Linked DNA regions of Sus scrofa: region 2 is linked to region 1. Evidence: chromatin contacts called from public Hi-C data. All regions are on one chromosome and are shown on one strand. Each heading gives the region's core, a stretch centred on a gene start, on an enhancer-like site or on the middle of the called end of the contact. The rest is flanking DNA. Distances are from core to core; before and after follow the strand shown.

What was found. Hi-C and Micro-C count contacts between places; a contact is called where the count stands out from the background.
Region 2: a Hi-C map of liver shows a contact between it and region 1, with 2.6 times the contacts expected there. The contact joins the promoter of ZNHIT3 here to the promoter of LOC110256036 in region 1. A contact is called at or near these places in 2 of 47 Hi-C or Micro-C datasets (embryonic fibroblasts and liver).

What each region holds. Positions count from the first base shown.
Region 1 is chr12:37,953,578-37,960,004 of Sscrofa11.1, reverse strand. LOC110256036 reads left to right here and starts at 1,292. Exons shown (of 2, transcript XM_021067307.1): 1 at 1,292-2,110; 2 at 3,672-4,024. The coding sequence starts at 1,530. The coding sequence ends at 3,825. All of the region lies in intron 1 of LOC110256037 (a long non-coding RNA gene), which reads right to left.
Region 2 is chr12:38,009,082-38,016,007 of Sscrofa11.1, reverse strand. ZNHIT3 (zinc finger HIT domain-containing protein 3) reads right to left here and starts at 2,077. Exons shown (of 6, transcript XR_306538.3): 1 at 1,914-2,077; 2 at 1,783-1,814.

The DNA of each region.
Region 1 (6,427 bases), core at 43-2,542:
GTCGAGGGTGGTGGTGGTGGACGTGCACACGTGCACATGGAAGTATAAAGGCTTCTGTGTCACCCAGCTCCGGGGGGTGTCTGTACAGAGACTGCATTTTGAATGGCACCCCAGGGGCGTGTGACCCTGAGGCTCTGTGCCCCTATGTGGGTTGGGGCTGGTGGGAAGAGGCAGGGAAGCAGGTAATTTGGCAGGAATGGCGATGTGGCTTCTCTGCTGGGGGGGGGGGGGGGGGCTCATTTTACCCCCCTGCAAAATGGGCTAAGCTCGGCCCTTCTGGCAAACTGGGCCTCACTGTCCTCAGGCTCCTCCTGGTGACCTTGAGAGGAAGGCCAGGCCTGCGTCGGTGGGTGGGGCGCTGCTCCTGCACCTTTGCACCACACGAGGTCTAGTGGCTCTGTTTATTTATCTGAACAGGGACAAAGGCATTATCTCCTCCAGGGACCAAGGACATGTCCCGGCCGGTCTGCACCCAGGGAGGGGCTTCCTTTGGAGGGAGCGACAGGACAGACAAGTCACAAGCCAATTCCTTCCTCAGAGCCCTGCTCCCGCCTGAGGACTCAAATTCCAAGTGTTGGCTGCAGTATTATTTCCTCTGTGCCAGGGACTGAGGATTCAGGGAGCAAATCCCCATCGGTGTCTTTCCCCTAAGACTCTTTTTTTTTTTTTTTTTGTCTTTTTGCCTTTTCTAGGGCCACTCCCGTGGCACATGGAGGTTCCCAGGCCAGGGATCTAGCCAGAGCCACAGCAACGCTGGATCCTTAACCCACTGAGCAAGGCCAGGGATCGAACCTGCAACCTCATGGTTCCTAGTCAGATTCGTTAACCACTGCACCACGACGGGAACTTCATCCCCTAAGACTCCTGATGGGAGAGCAGACTCTTCAGGTACAGCAGGACCAGACCTAAAACACAGGCAGTGAGCTGGGGCCCCAGAGCCGCACAGACATGGATTTGAGTCCCTGTTCCCTACTGACTAGATAAGTGAGGGGACTTTGGTCATTTTTCTTTTCTTTTCCTTTTTTTTTCTTTTTAAAGGGCTAAACCCGCAGCATATGGAAGTTCCCAGGCTAGGGGTCAGATTGGAGCTGTAGCTGCCCGCCTACACCACAGCCACAACAACACGGGATCTCAGTGGATTAAGCATCCAGCCTTGCCGTGAGCTGTGGTGTAGGTCGCAGAGGCAGCTTGGATCTGGCATTGCTGTGGCTGTGGCACAGGCTGGCAGCTACAGCTCTGATTCGACCCTTAGCCTGGGAACCTCCATATGCCATGGGTGCAGCGCTCAAAAGCCAAAAAAAAAAAAAAAAAAAAAAAGTTGAAAACAATGGGTTCACGTCTGAGTCTGGGTGAAGGTCCCAGCTCATGGGCTCAAGTCACAATCTGAGTTGTGCAGTTTCCCTAGGAGAGGGAGGACTGAAGGATGCGTGGGGCCTACAGATGGGTATAGGGGTCTGGGTGTTCGCTTTCCTGCTGTGGGATGGACTGGGCTGGGGACAGGGGTCCCGTTTCACCGGCTGCTTTCGGGGATGGAGGTAGGGACTAGTGGGCGGAGGGTGGGAGCCAGAGGCGCCATTTGCTGGTTTGCCTCTGGGGTCAGTGGCCTGCGTGGTGGGGTTACAGAGATGCTCCTCCCTGGGGGAGACACACCCCCTCACGCACACCACGGGCCGTCTCCCTGCCAGACACGCAGGGACATCCCCCCCCAGCACTCCACCCATGCCCAGAACAGAACACCCAGCCAGATTTCCCAGTCTGACCTTTGCCCAGCGTGGCCTAGAATCACCCAGGCCATCAGGAGGAACCAAGGGGGCCAGTGGAAGCCCAGGCTGCCGTTTGTCTCCCATCCCTGCCTTGTTGGTGTGGGGGGGGTCTGGCTGGGTGTCTGCTTTCCTGCTGTGGGATGGACTGGGCTGGGGACGGGGTTCCCATGTCATCTTCCTTGGCCCTTCCCCTCCTTCTTCCCAAGTGGCTGGGATGTCTCACGGGCCCACGTCCCCCGCTCTCCAGCACAGGCTCCGTACCTGCTGATTGCCAGTGGGCCTCTCCTGTCCTGGATGTGCTGCAGGCTTCCCCCAGGACCTGGCCTGCACCCAGCTAGGGTTGCCAGGTACGTTTGCGTTGCGGCTAAACGGCGACTACATTTTCACACACACACACACAGAAGTGCATCCCTTCCAAGCTGCGCGCTTACAGTGAAAGATCATGTGTTGTTTATCTGAAACTGACATTGCACTGGGTGTCGTGTATTTGGTTTACCAGGTCTAATGACCCTAACCCGCACCCCACCTACCCCAGGGAGACAGGCCAAGGGAGAAGGGGGGACCAAAGAAGGGCCCAGAGGCTGAGACCACCACCCCTTCCCCCTCTGGCCATCCCCCCTCTCCCTCCAGCTGCCCACACCTTCCAGGAACTGCTAGCGGGCTGGTCAATGGGTTTCCCTCCAGAATAGATGATTCTGGTTTATCAGGCTCCCGGTGGGGAGGGCTGGCTTCCGAAGGGCGTTGGAACAGGCCCTTCTGCCCATGGATTTCCCCCCACTGTTTTCCAGGGACTTGGGAGAGGCTGGTGCCAAGGAAATCGCTTTATCTTCCTCTCCTGGTCTGGGCCCGAGCCCCCCTCCCTGAGGCTGGATGTGCCAGGGCTCCCTTCCTGCAGCCGGGCTCCCACCCATCATCCCAGCCACCTCGTGCGGAAGGGAGCCCTCAGGCAGCGCCTGGCTGCCGTCTCGGGGGTGCGGTCTGAAGGGGCGCGATGCCAGGGTTTTATTTACAAACTGAGAGACTCAAGAGGAGCGGGACCGTCAGGGCGGGAACGCCCGTCCAGCTCACAGCCTGGGGTGCAGGCAGAGAAGGATCTGGAGGCCGGTAGCTGGCCACATCCCCTGGGTTCACATTAGACACCTTTCCCCTTGTAACCTCCCAGATCTGTTTACCTTCGAGAACACTATTCCCAGGCCTCATCTGTTACGCAAGGCCCTGGTTTAAGTACTTTACACCTCGTCGCGTTTAATTCGGCTGGCGACCTTTAGAACTGTCAACTTCCACTGGAACAGCGGCTCCCGGACTGTGGGGATTTTCACATTTGGTTTCTTGCTTGCGGTGGACACAAGCTCAGAGTCCCCTGCAAGGATCGGCAGCAGCGGGTCCCAGCTCTGGGTGCTGCCAGAGTACAGACACCTTTAGCTGCTGGCCTCTCCAGGGAGAGGAAGCCCCTTTGCTCAAGGTCACACTCCTTTTCTCTTTTCTTATTTTTTAGGGTCGCATGTGTGGCATCTGGAAGTGCCCAGGCTAGGGGTCAAATTGGAGCTGCAGCTGCCAGCTTATGCCACCGCGAAAGCAACTTGGGAACCAAGCCGCGTCTGTGACCCACACCACAGCTCACAGCAATGCCGGATCCTTAACCCACTGAGGGAGGCCAGGGATCGAACCTGCATCCTCAAGGTTTGTTACTGCTGAACCACAATGGGAACTCCAAAGTCACACTCCTTTCTGCAGCCCCCCAGCCAAAGCCGGATCAACGGGGCAGGGAAGGGGGACTAAAGTATGGGCCCCATTTAGGGTAACCCCAAACGGCCGCTGCAGCTTCAGAGCTCACGGTGGCGCCCATGGAAGTTACCACCGCACTCATGTGGCTGCTCCACTTCTCATCCTTCTCAATCCTGCTTCCAGCAGCCCCCCTTCCACAGGTGCTGGACCTGGAGGCAACTCCTTAGTAAACATGCTGCCCACTGAACGCCATCGGCCCCCCAGGAAGCCACGCCTGGGGACTCAACTGTCCGGACAGCGCAGAGCACGAAGAAGACTCACAACCAATGCCTGCTAAGAAGAACTCTCTGGGGCAGGCACTGCCACGCCCCGCGCTGCACAAATAACAGGCTAATAAGACCAGCTTGCGTTTACTCAGGTGAAACTATTTGACATGCTCTCTCTTGGTCCTTCTGAGATGGGCAGGTTTGTTTGTTTGTTTTTTGGTTTCTTGTCCTTTTAAGGTTGCACCCGAGGCATATGGAGGTTCCCAGGCTAGGGGTTGAATCAGAGCTGTAGCTGCCATCCTACACCACAGCCACAGCCACGCCAGATCCGAGCCGCGTCTGCAACCTACACCACAGCCCATGGCAACATCAGATCCTTAACCCACTGAGCAAAGCCAGGGATTGAACTCGCAACCTCATGGTTCCTAGTTGGGTTCGTTTCCACTGCGCCATGACGGGAACTCCTGATGTGGGCATTTCTATATTCTGCACTCTCAGACAAAGAGATGAAAGACACGGGGACCCAGGGCTAGCAAGGAGAGTAGGATTTGGACCCAGAGAATCTGATGCTCAAACTACCCTCTTAGCAGCACTTGTGGAAGGAAACTGAGGCTTAGCCAGGGAAAGGAGCTCGCCCCTTGCCAGCCAGTGAGTCCTTGCTTGAACAGAGAGCTGCTGACCTGAAAATGCTTCTAGGGAGTCCTCTCTTAACAGTTTTGTTTTGTTTTGTCTTTCTAGGGCCACATCCGCAGCATCAGGAGGTTCCCAGGCTAGGGGTTGAATCAGAGCTACAGCTGCCAGCCTACGCCACAGCCACAGCAACGTGGGATCTGAGCCGCATCTGTGATCTACACTACAGCTCACCGCAACACTGGATCCCCAACCCACTGAGCGAGGCCAGGGATCAAACCTGCATGTTCATGGATACTAGTCAGTTTCAAAACCCGCCAAGCCATGGCGGGAAGTCCGTAGGGAGTCCTCTTTTAGAGGGAAGCTTGGATGTAGAAAGCACCGAGCCAATCGGACAGGTTGGGGACACGGGCCGTTCTAAGACTTGGAATGTGCTCCCTGGCCCTCCCCTGCCTGCCTGTGGCTTGTCTCATGAGGTCTACACAGCAGCCAAAACCCGGCTTCGAAGTGACTCCTCTGAGAAGCCTTCCCCAGCCTCTGCTCCCCACACCCTGACTTCACCCCCACCAAGATCCTGAAAGGGGACTGGAGGATCCCCTCTGAGCCAGAGGATGGAAGTGCCAGGGCAGGGCTGGCCGCACTGAGCAGGGCACGCAGCAGAATGAATAAAGGGCAGAATGATAGCACAGACTTAGCAGGCACTATTCCAGGGCTGGGACTAAATATTTACCTTGCCCATTGGGCAATCCTGAGAGATAAGCCTGGTTTTTCCGAGCTCTATTTATGCAGACTTTCCTTCAGGGACTGACACAATCAATCTGGTTTTGTTAGAGTTTGAACAGCTGTTTCCACATGTGAGGCCTGGGTGTACAAGGTGCTTGATCCTCTGCTTCCACTGGTCCCCCGAGCACCACGTGTCCCCTCCAGGGAGTCTGTTTTCCAGCCCTCGGGGCCCTAAGTCCCTTTGCCCCTCCGTCCTGCGGGCCTGCCCAGGCTCCAAGGGGCTGCAGGTCCAGGCAGGGTTTCAGGCTAGTTTCAGCTGTGGATTCACAGCCATCACAGGTTGAGTGACATCTGGGCGGCTTGGAGGGTGGTAGGACAGTCCCGCTGGGGTTGGCCGCCTGAGTGGCCCCCTGGGGGTGCCTCTCTTAAGGGAGAGGAGTTGGGCGTGACACGCTGGGCCCAAGTGAGATTCCAGAGTTGCAGAGGGCGGAGGGCTGCAGAGCTTTGTGTGGCTTCTCTCTCGCTCAGCCTCTGGGATTCATGTCGGGGTCATAAGGGGAGTGGGAGCAACCTCTGAAAAACCAGAAGAGCAATTGCACCCAAACCCTGGCATGTGGGGAAAGCGGCTAGGCTTTGGGGACGCTCCCTCGGAGCAGAAGTGACCAGAGTGGGTCCCTCCCCCCAGTGCCCAGTCTGTGGGGGAGGCAGGGGGTGGAGTTGGATGAAGGGGCCTAAAAGCTCAGGTGGACACCACGTGGCAGCTGAAAGACCCGTTTAAGACACACAGAGGAGTTCCCATCATGGCGCAGCAGAAACAAATCTGACTAGTGCCCATGAGGATGCAGGTTCGATCCCTGGCTTAGCTCAGTGGGTTGGGGATCCGGCGTGACCGGGAGCCTTGGTGTAAGTTACAGACCTGGCTCAGATTTGATGTTGCTGTGGCTGTGGTGTAGGCCTGTCGCTATAGCTCTAATTCAACCCCTAGACTGGGAACTTCATATGCCTCAGATGTGGCCCTAAAAAGCAAAAAAAAAAAAAAAAAAAAAGGCACATTAAGAGAACCCTCCCGAGGCTGCCGTCCATGTCTACACAGAGAAGTGGGGTTTTGCAAGGGTAAGAGAAAGATCCAGTGACACCTACATCATCCCAGAGAGAGAGCTTTCATTGAGCCCAGGGCTGTTTGGGCCAAGCCAGCACAGTTGGTACAGAAGCTGGTTTAGAGACGCTGCTGAGTGGAATTTGGCGACGGTTCAAGTTCAGGAAACTCAATGAGGCTGGCCTGCGCTCTAGATAAGGAAACGGTTTCCTCAACAAACTAAC
Region 2 (6,926 bases), core at 828-3,327, 55 kb before region 1:
AAAGACAAAAACTCAAATTTGAAAAGCGACACGCACAGCAATGTTCACAGCCACATTATTACAATAGCCAAGCCAATGTTCATAAATACACGAATGGATAAAGACTATGTGACATATAGATATGTGTGTGTGTGTACACACACAGAGGAATATTATTCAACCATAAAAGAATGAAATATTGCAGCAACATGGATGGACTGAGAGATTATCATACTAAATGAAGTCGGTCACAGAAAGACAAATATGTAGACTCTAAAAAATATTTGTCACTCATATGTAGACTCTAAAAAAAATGATACAACTGAAGTTATTTACAAAACAGAAAGAGACTCAGACATAGAAAACAAACTTGGGAGTTACCAAAGGGAAAAGGTGGTGGTGGGGAGAATAAATTAGTAATTTGGGATTAAAAGAAACATACTACTATATATAAGACAGATGAACAACCATATATATATATATGCATGTGTATGTGTGTGTGTGTGTGTATATATATATATACATGTCATAGGCAACGATAGTCATCTCGTAATGACCTATAATGCAGAAGAACTGAAGAAGCGTATTTTTTTTCACATATACATTTATGTATGTATAACAATTACTTTGCTGTACATTTATTTATGTATGTATGTATGTATGGAGGGTCCCAGCCTAGGGGTTGAATTGGAGCTACAGCTGCCGGCCTATGCCACAGCCACAGCAACACAGGATCCAAGCCGCGTCTGCAACCTACACTACAGCTCATGGCAACACCAGATCCTTAACCCACTGAACAAGGCCAGGGATCGAACCTGCAACCTCATGGTTCCTAGTCAGATTCATTTTCGCTGTGCCACGACAGGAACTCCACATTGTACATTTAAAACACTGTAAATCAACTATACTTCAATTTTTTTAAAAAAAGAACCACTGCCAGAAACACAGGAGTTTTCTCCAAAGGAGTGAACTGCTGAAATGTGCATTTCAGAAAAATTACCCAGGAAGCAGCCAGACCACAGATTTAAGAGCTCCTGATTGCCCTGTGTTCTTGGAGGAGCCTCACTGGGCTCCTGGACCAGAGGGGAGCATTCCAGACCCAGCCAGCCCCTCAACTGTATTTCAGCAAAGCAATTCTTCTTTCCTATCTTCAGCTGAAAGGTTCGTTTTGAAAATGCTCCAGAGATATTAGGGTTAAAAAAACAAAGCAGGGATGGGGAGGGGAAGGGTGGTGTCCGAAACACACAGCTGTAAACCAGAGACTGGAGGGGATGAAGCTAGGGGCAAATCACCAATGAGGAAGTTTTAACAGAAAAGTCACCGAGAAAGAGATCGTGGGAAAGGGTTCCCGAGGACTGAGAAGAGGCGCCGGATTGAAGAGATTTAAAATGTATACTTGATAACACTGAAGCCAAAAATATTGCTCCTTATTGTAAACTGGTCTACTTCAACGATTCTATCAAGATATTATTTACACGAAAGAAAATGTCATTAACCTTAGCCAGCTTCTGATAAACGGTGCGGAGCTGTGTCAGAACCCTAAGCTAGGACATACTTTTGTGGCAAAAGCAGTCGACTATTTTTAAAAGAGGATGGTACGGAGAAGGAAAGTCAGGGCAGAGGAAAGGATTTTGACTGCTCAAAATTTGAAGAGGCATTCACAGGCAGAGGTATACCCCGCCCCGGGGCGGGGTCTCCCAGGTTCGAGAGTTGCGAGTCCGGGAATGGGGCCCCGGGAGCCCAAGTCCCCGAGACAGCTGCGGAACGTGGAGGCGGCCACACACGAGGGAGCGGGGCGCTTACCTTTGTGCTTCCGGAAACAGATCACGGAACAGCTGTGAAAACAAAGCAACAGGCCACGTTAGCCCTGAAGGCCGCGCGGATCCTCCTCCGCCCGCAGCCGGTCCCCCAGGCTCATGACCCTCGGAACTCACTAGGGCACACGGCAGACGGGGCAACGGTACTTAGGCTTCTCCAAACAGATAACGCAGACAGCGGTTCTGCAATTGAGCGACGCCATGGTCTCTCCCGGAAACCTCTCCTTTCGCGGCGCGCCGGCTTCTCGCGCGGTCCCAAGTCCACGCCCTTCCTTCCGTTTCCTTAACCAGGACCAATCAGCGCGCAGCACTTACTGGCAGTCAAAAGCAGTGGATTGATCCTGCTCATTGTTCCAGGCATGAGAAGTTGAAAGTCGATGCACTCGACGCGCGCCCTGTAAGCTCTGGGAAGGTTTTCCTTGATTAGGTCATGTCGTCAAATAACTTGTTATGTAGCCTTGACCCTGTCCCTACGCGGCCGCGGAACTCGGAGCAAATCATGGTCACTCTCTACTTGAATAAATAAATAAATCTACTTTAAATAAATCTACTTAAATAAATAAATAAATAATATACGTGGGACTAATTGTCCCTTATCTTCTGGCTTAGACTTTCTCGATCTTGCACAGGTATTAGGTTCTCCCCACACATCTCATTTGCTTATCTTTAGCAAATGAGGAGTCCAAACCTGATTCAGATCATGTGACACACATGTGCCCTTCTCAGCCATTTTTCTCACAGAAAAGGAAGTTGAGGCTTGGCCAATGACAAATATTTATTGAGCTCCAATTGTGAGCACTTCACTGCCCCCAAGCGGGGCTGCGGACACCGTGGATTAGCAGCCACAGTCTCTGGAAGCTTAAGGCTTAGAGAGAAGGCAGGAAGGAGAATCCCTGGGTGGGACTGATTGGCCAGGGAACAAGTGAGTGGCCTCTGAGCCAAAGGTGGGGATCCTGGCCCAGACAGGTGAACTGTGGTGGGCTTTGAGTGACACCTCAGGCTTTAGAAGCAAAGTCACATTTTATTGGGAGCCCTGCTCCTCCTCAAAGCCCTGAGCATTGCCCAGCCTAACCAGGGTTTCACCCCACATGTGTGGTGCCCTCTTAGCGCCATAAGTCACCCCCCCCAAAGTCTCCCCCTTTCGTTGACCCATCAGCCCTAAGGATCTCAGTACTATACGCTCACACCACAGTCACAGTCTGCAGGGATGAATCTGCCACAAACAAGGTAGCCATTCAAATCTTAGCTCAAACCCCTCCCTGGCTATGTGACTTAGAGAGACTGGCTACCCGATCTCAGATCCCCCATCTGTTAGATGTTAAGGCTTACTTTCCTGAGCTGTCATGAGGCAGAGAGGAGACTGTAAAAAGGCTTTGTGATCTGAAGTGCTGCAAAGGTTATTTATGTGATATTGAGGGTCTGTATCTCTCCTGGACCTCTGGTCCTGACCCCATGTGAGCAGGTTCCAGGCCCCAAGTCCCTGGAGGCCAGGATCCTTGAGCTCAGGCCCCTCCAAAAGAGTTCAGCTGTCAGCCTCAGTGGGCCGTGCTGGGGTTGGGCTTGAGTGACTGAATATCCATCGCTCCTTTTGCTTTGCCAGATTGTCCCAAGAACGCTGTCCAGTCATCAGTGCTGAAGTGGTATTGGCCCCTCTGGCTGCCCACCTGCCCCAGCAGGCAGCTGCCCCTGCCTCCAGCCTCCAAATAGAACTTGGGCCAGGAGTTCCCCTGTGGCTCAGCAGGTTAAGGACCTGAGGTTGTCACTGCTACTGTGTTGCAGATTCAATCCCTACCTGGGAACTTCCAGATGCTGTGGGCAAGGACATAAAAAAAAGATAAAGAACTCAGGCCAAAATCCAGTGTTTCCACACTGACCAAAAAACCTGCAGGGTTCTTTTTATGGCTCAACAGTTGTGACCACTGCTGGTTTGAACCAGAAGTATTCCAGTATTCCAGTCCAGGCTTAATAGGGAAGGCCAGAGGTCAGTGACTTGTCCAGGCCACACTTGAATCCCATGCCCTGTCTGGCACCAGTACAAATTCTCCCATCATGGACATCACTTTGGCCACCCCAGACTTGTCCTGTGAGTTGTCTTTGGAGGCTAAGGACATGGAATTCTCCATGATTTTCAAAGGCTTAACTAGACTTCACCCACATCCATACCATGCTGACTTCCTACCTTTGGGTCCAGAGATGGTGACTCCAGCAAAAAGAAAATTCCTAGAGTTCCTCTCATGCACATTGCATTCAGTAAAAAATACTCCTTCTTCTTTCTATTCTGAGTGACCCCCAGCCTCCATGGACAGCCACACCCCTCCTGCTCCAAAGTCCAGAGAAAAATGTGGCTCTGCTGTGATGACAATGAGATTGGGGAAACCAAGAGGCAAAGGAAGCGTGGTACAGCTCCTCTAGGCAGTGACTAGTTCAAGGAAAGGCAGGTATGATTCCAGGCCCAGGAACTAGATGTCCACACTGGCATGGCCTGGCTCTCCCTGGACCCCCAACATACCCTCTTAGAGACTGTCTAAGGCTGCCTCATGCCTTCGCAGCGTCAGCCTGAGGCTTCAGGCCAGACCTGCAGAGAAGTGCAGTAATAATCAAGGCAGATTTGTTGCAGAGCTCTGCTGCCGGCAGGCGCTGTCCAGCACATTCGCGAAGGGCCAGACCGGCGCCCAACGCCAATGCCTGGTGATGTGCGTGGAGCCGCGGGCTCGGCGCCCGGCACCGCCAGAGGGCGCTCCAGGTCCAGATTGGCCCTGGCTCAGCACGCACCGGCCCTGGACTGGAGCACAGCTAGCTTCCGACTTTGCTTGAGAGGCAAAATTGCCTCACCACCCCCATGTAGGAAAGAGTAAGTCCGCACAGCGAACATCGCCAAGTGGCGGGAATGAGTGTCGAGAGCATGGGGCTGAGACAGGCGATCCGAGAGGCAGGAACGTCTCCTCCATGAAAGCAAGGCCCAAGTCAGGAGAGCTGAGGGCTCCAAAAGTGACTGGCTGTCCAGAGACAGTTCCCGTGGTGCCCGTTTCCCCGACTCGCGGCAATCCCTGGAATGGAGATCTAGCTGGAAGCTAGCCACCCCGCATCAGCCTGATGAAAGGGAGCTTTGGGGTACTACCTAGGGCGCACCCCTGCCCTGCCCTGCCCCTTCCTGGAGGTCATGATGAAGCGGGCAGATGGATCTAATTACGCCCCACTTGGGCTGTGTGTTGCCCTTATCTGAGGCCAGAGGTTGATAAGGTTGGGCTCTCTGTGCAGCCGTAATAAATCTCAGCTTCTTCCTGCAGCTCTGACACCTCTATCCCTTCAAGATGGCTACGACAGGTCTTTAGGGGACTGATAGGTTCCCAGAAGGATGGTGACAGACACCCCCCCAAACCCCCAATGTGGCTGTTCACCTTGGAAACCTGCTGCAGACATGGTTACAGTCTGGTGCAAGATATACACCCTCTCCCGGGAAAGAGATGCTCAAGCTGGGTGGCAAGAAACAATGGCCTATGGGACTCCACCCCTCCCCCCCTCCCTTGACCTCCCCTTCCTTCTTCTTCATTGTTCCTGCCATAAACTTGTGCCACAGATCTTTATAAGCCTAACATCTCCTCAAAGTCCGGGCTGGCATCATTTTGAGCTCAGCCCGTTCGTTTTGGACGCCTTAATAAATCTCTCTTGCTTTACTGACTTGGCCTTGCATGTTCCTCCCTCGGCAAATCTAAAAGAGACCCACTTCCAGATTCTCATCTGCTTCCCTCACTTTACCCTCTGGTGTAAGAGAAAGCTGTTCAGACATCAAAGGGTGTGAAGCTGCTGATGGGGCCTGAGCTTCTGGTGGAGTGGACCCAAGTCATATAGTAAAATGACATTCATTCCCCAACTCCAGACAATGACAGTCTGACCTTCCAGTTAGACTCCAAGGAGAACTGCCAAACAACAACAGAGAGAGAATAACTGCCTTATCTACAGCAGAACTGATGGGAGAGCACAGACCTTAAAATTCACTGTTGTTTCATGAATACACCCTACCACCCCCAACCTCACACTTTTCTTTTCTCACACCCCCTCCTGCTTGCAAATCCACATAGGTCTCCCTACACATAGAACTACAACAAAGAGAGAGCAAAGAAATTGGGACCTCCCAGCCAGATTCTCCAGAAACCTCCAAGGATCCCATGTGGAGTGGCAGTGGGGCTGGGGCTTGCACAAACCTCTTAACTCACCGCATGGCAGGTGCCAGGGAGGGGGACTTTTGCCCTCTACTTGTCTTGAGTTCTTGTGGCTGCACTAAGAATAAAACTGAACAAGACAGGAGAAAAAGAAACAAACAAACAAAATTCTCATTTTGTCTTTTTTAGAACTGCACCTGCAGCATATGGAAGTGCCCAGGCTAGGAGTCGAATCAGAGCTGTAGCTGCTGGCCAATGTCACAGCAACTCGGGATCCGAGACCATCTTTGACCTACACCATAATTCATGGCCAACATGGGATCCTTAACCCACTGAGCGAGGACAGGGATTGAATTCACATCCTCACATATCCCAGTCAGGTTCATTACCACTGAGCTCCAAAGAAACAAAGAAATAAAATTTAATTCATGTGCATGGAGATCCCATAGAAATGAGACCTAAAAAATGACCAAAGCAGGGAGTTCCCGTTGTGGCTCAGTGGTTAATGAATCCGACTAGGAACCATGAGGTTTTGGGTTTGATCTCTGGCCCTGCTCAGTGGGTTAAAGATCCAGCGTTGCCATGAGCTGTGGTGTAGGTCGCAGATATGGCTCAGATCCCTAGTTGCTGCGGCTGTGGTATAGGCTGGTGGCTACAGCTCCAATTAGACCCCTAGCCTGGGAACTTCTATATGCCGCGGGAGCAGCCCTAGAAAAGGCAAAAAGACAAAAAAAAAAAAAAAGAAAGAAAGAAAGAGAGAAAAAGACCAAAGCAGCCAACCATTTTTTATTTGTTTGTTTTTTGCTTTTTAGAGCCGCACCCGCGACATATGGAGGTTCCCAGGCTAGGGGGTGAATCGGAGCTACAGCTGCCTGCCTACGCAGGATCTGAGCCATGTCTGCAACCTACACCACAGCTCATGGCAATGCTGGATCCTTAACCCACTGAATAAGGCCAGGGATCAAACCTG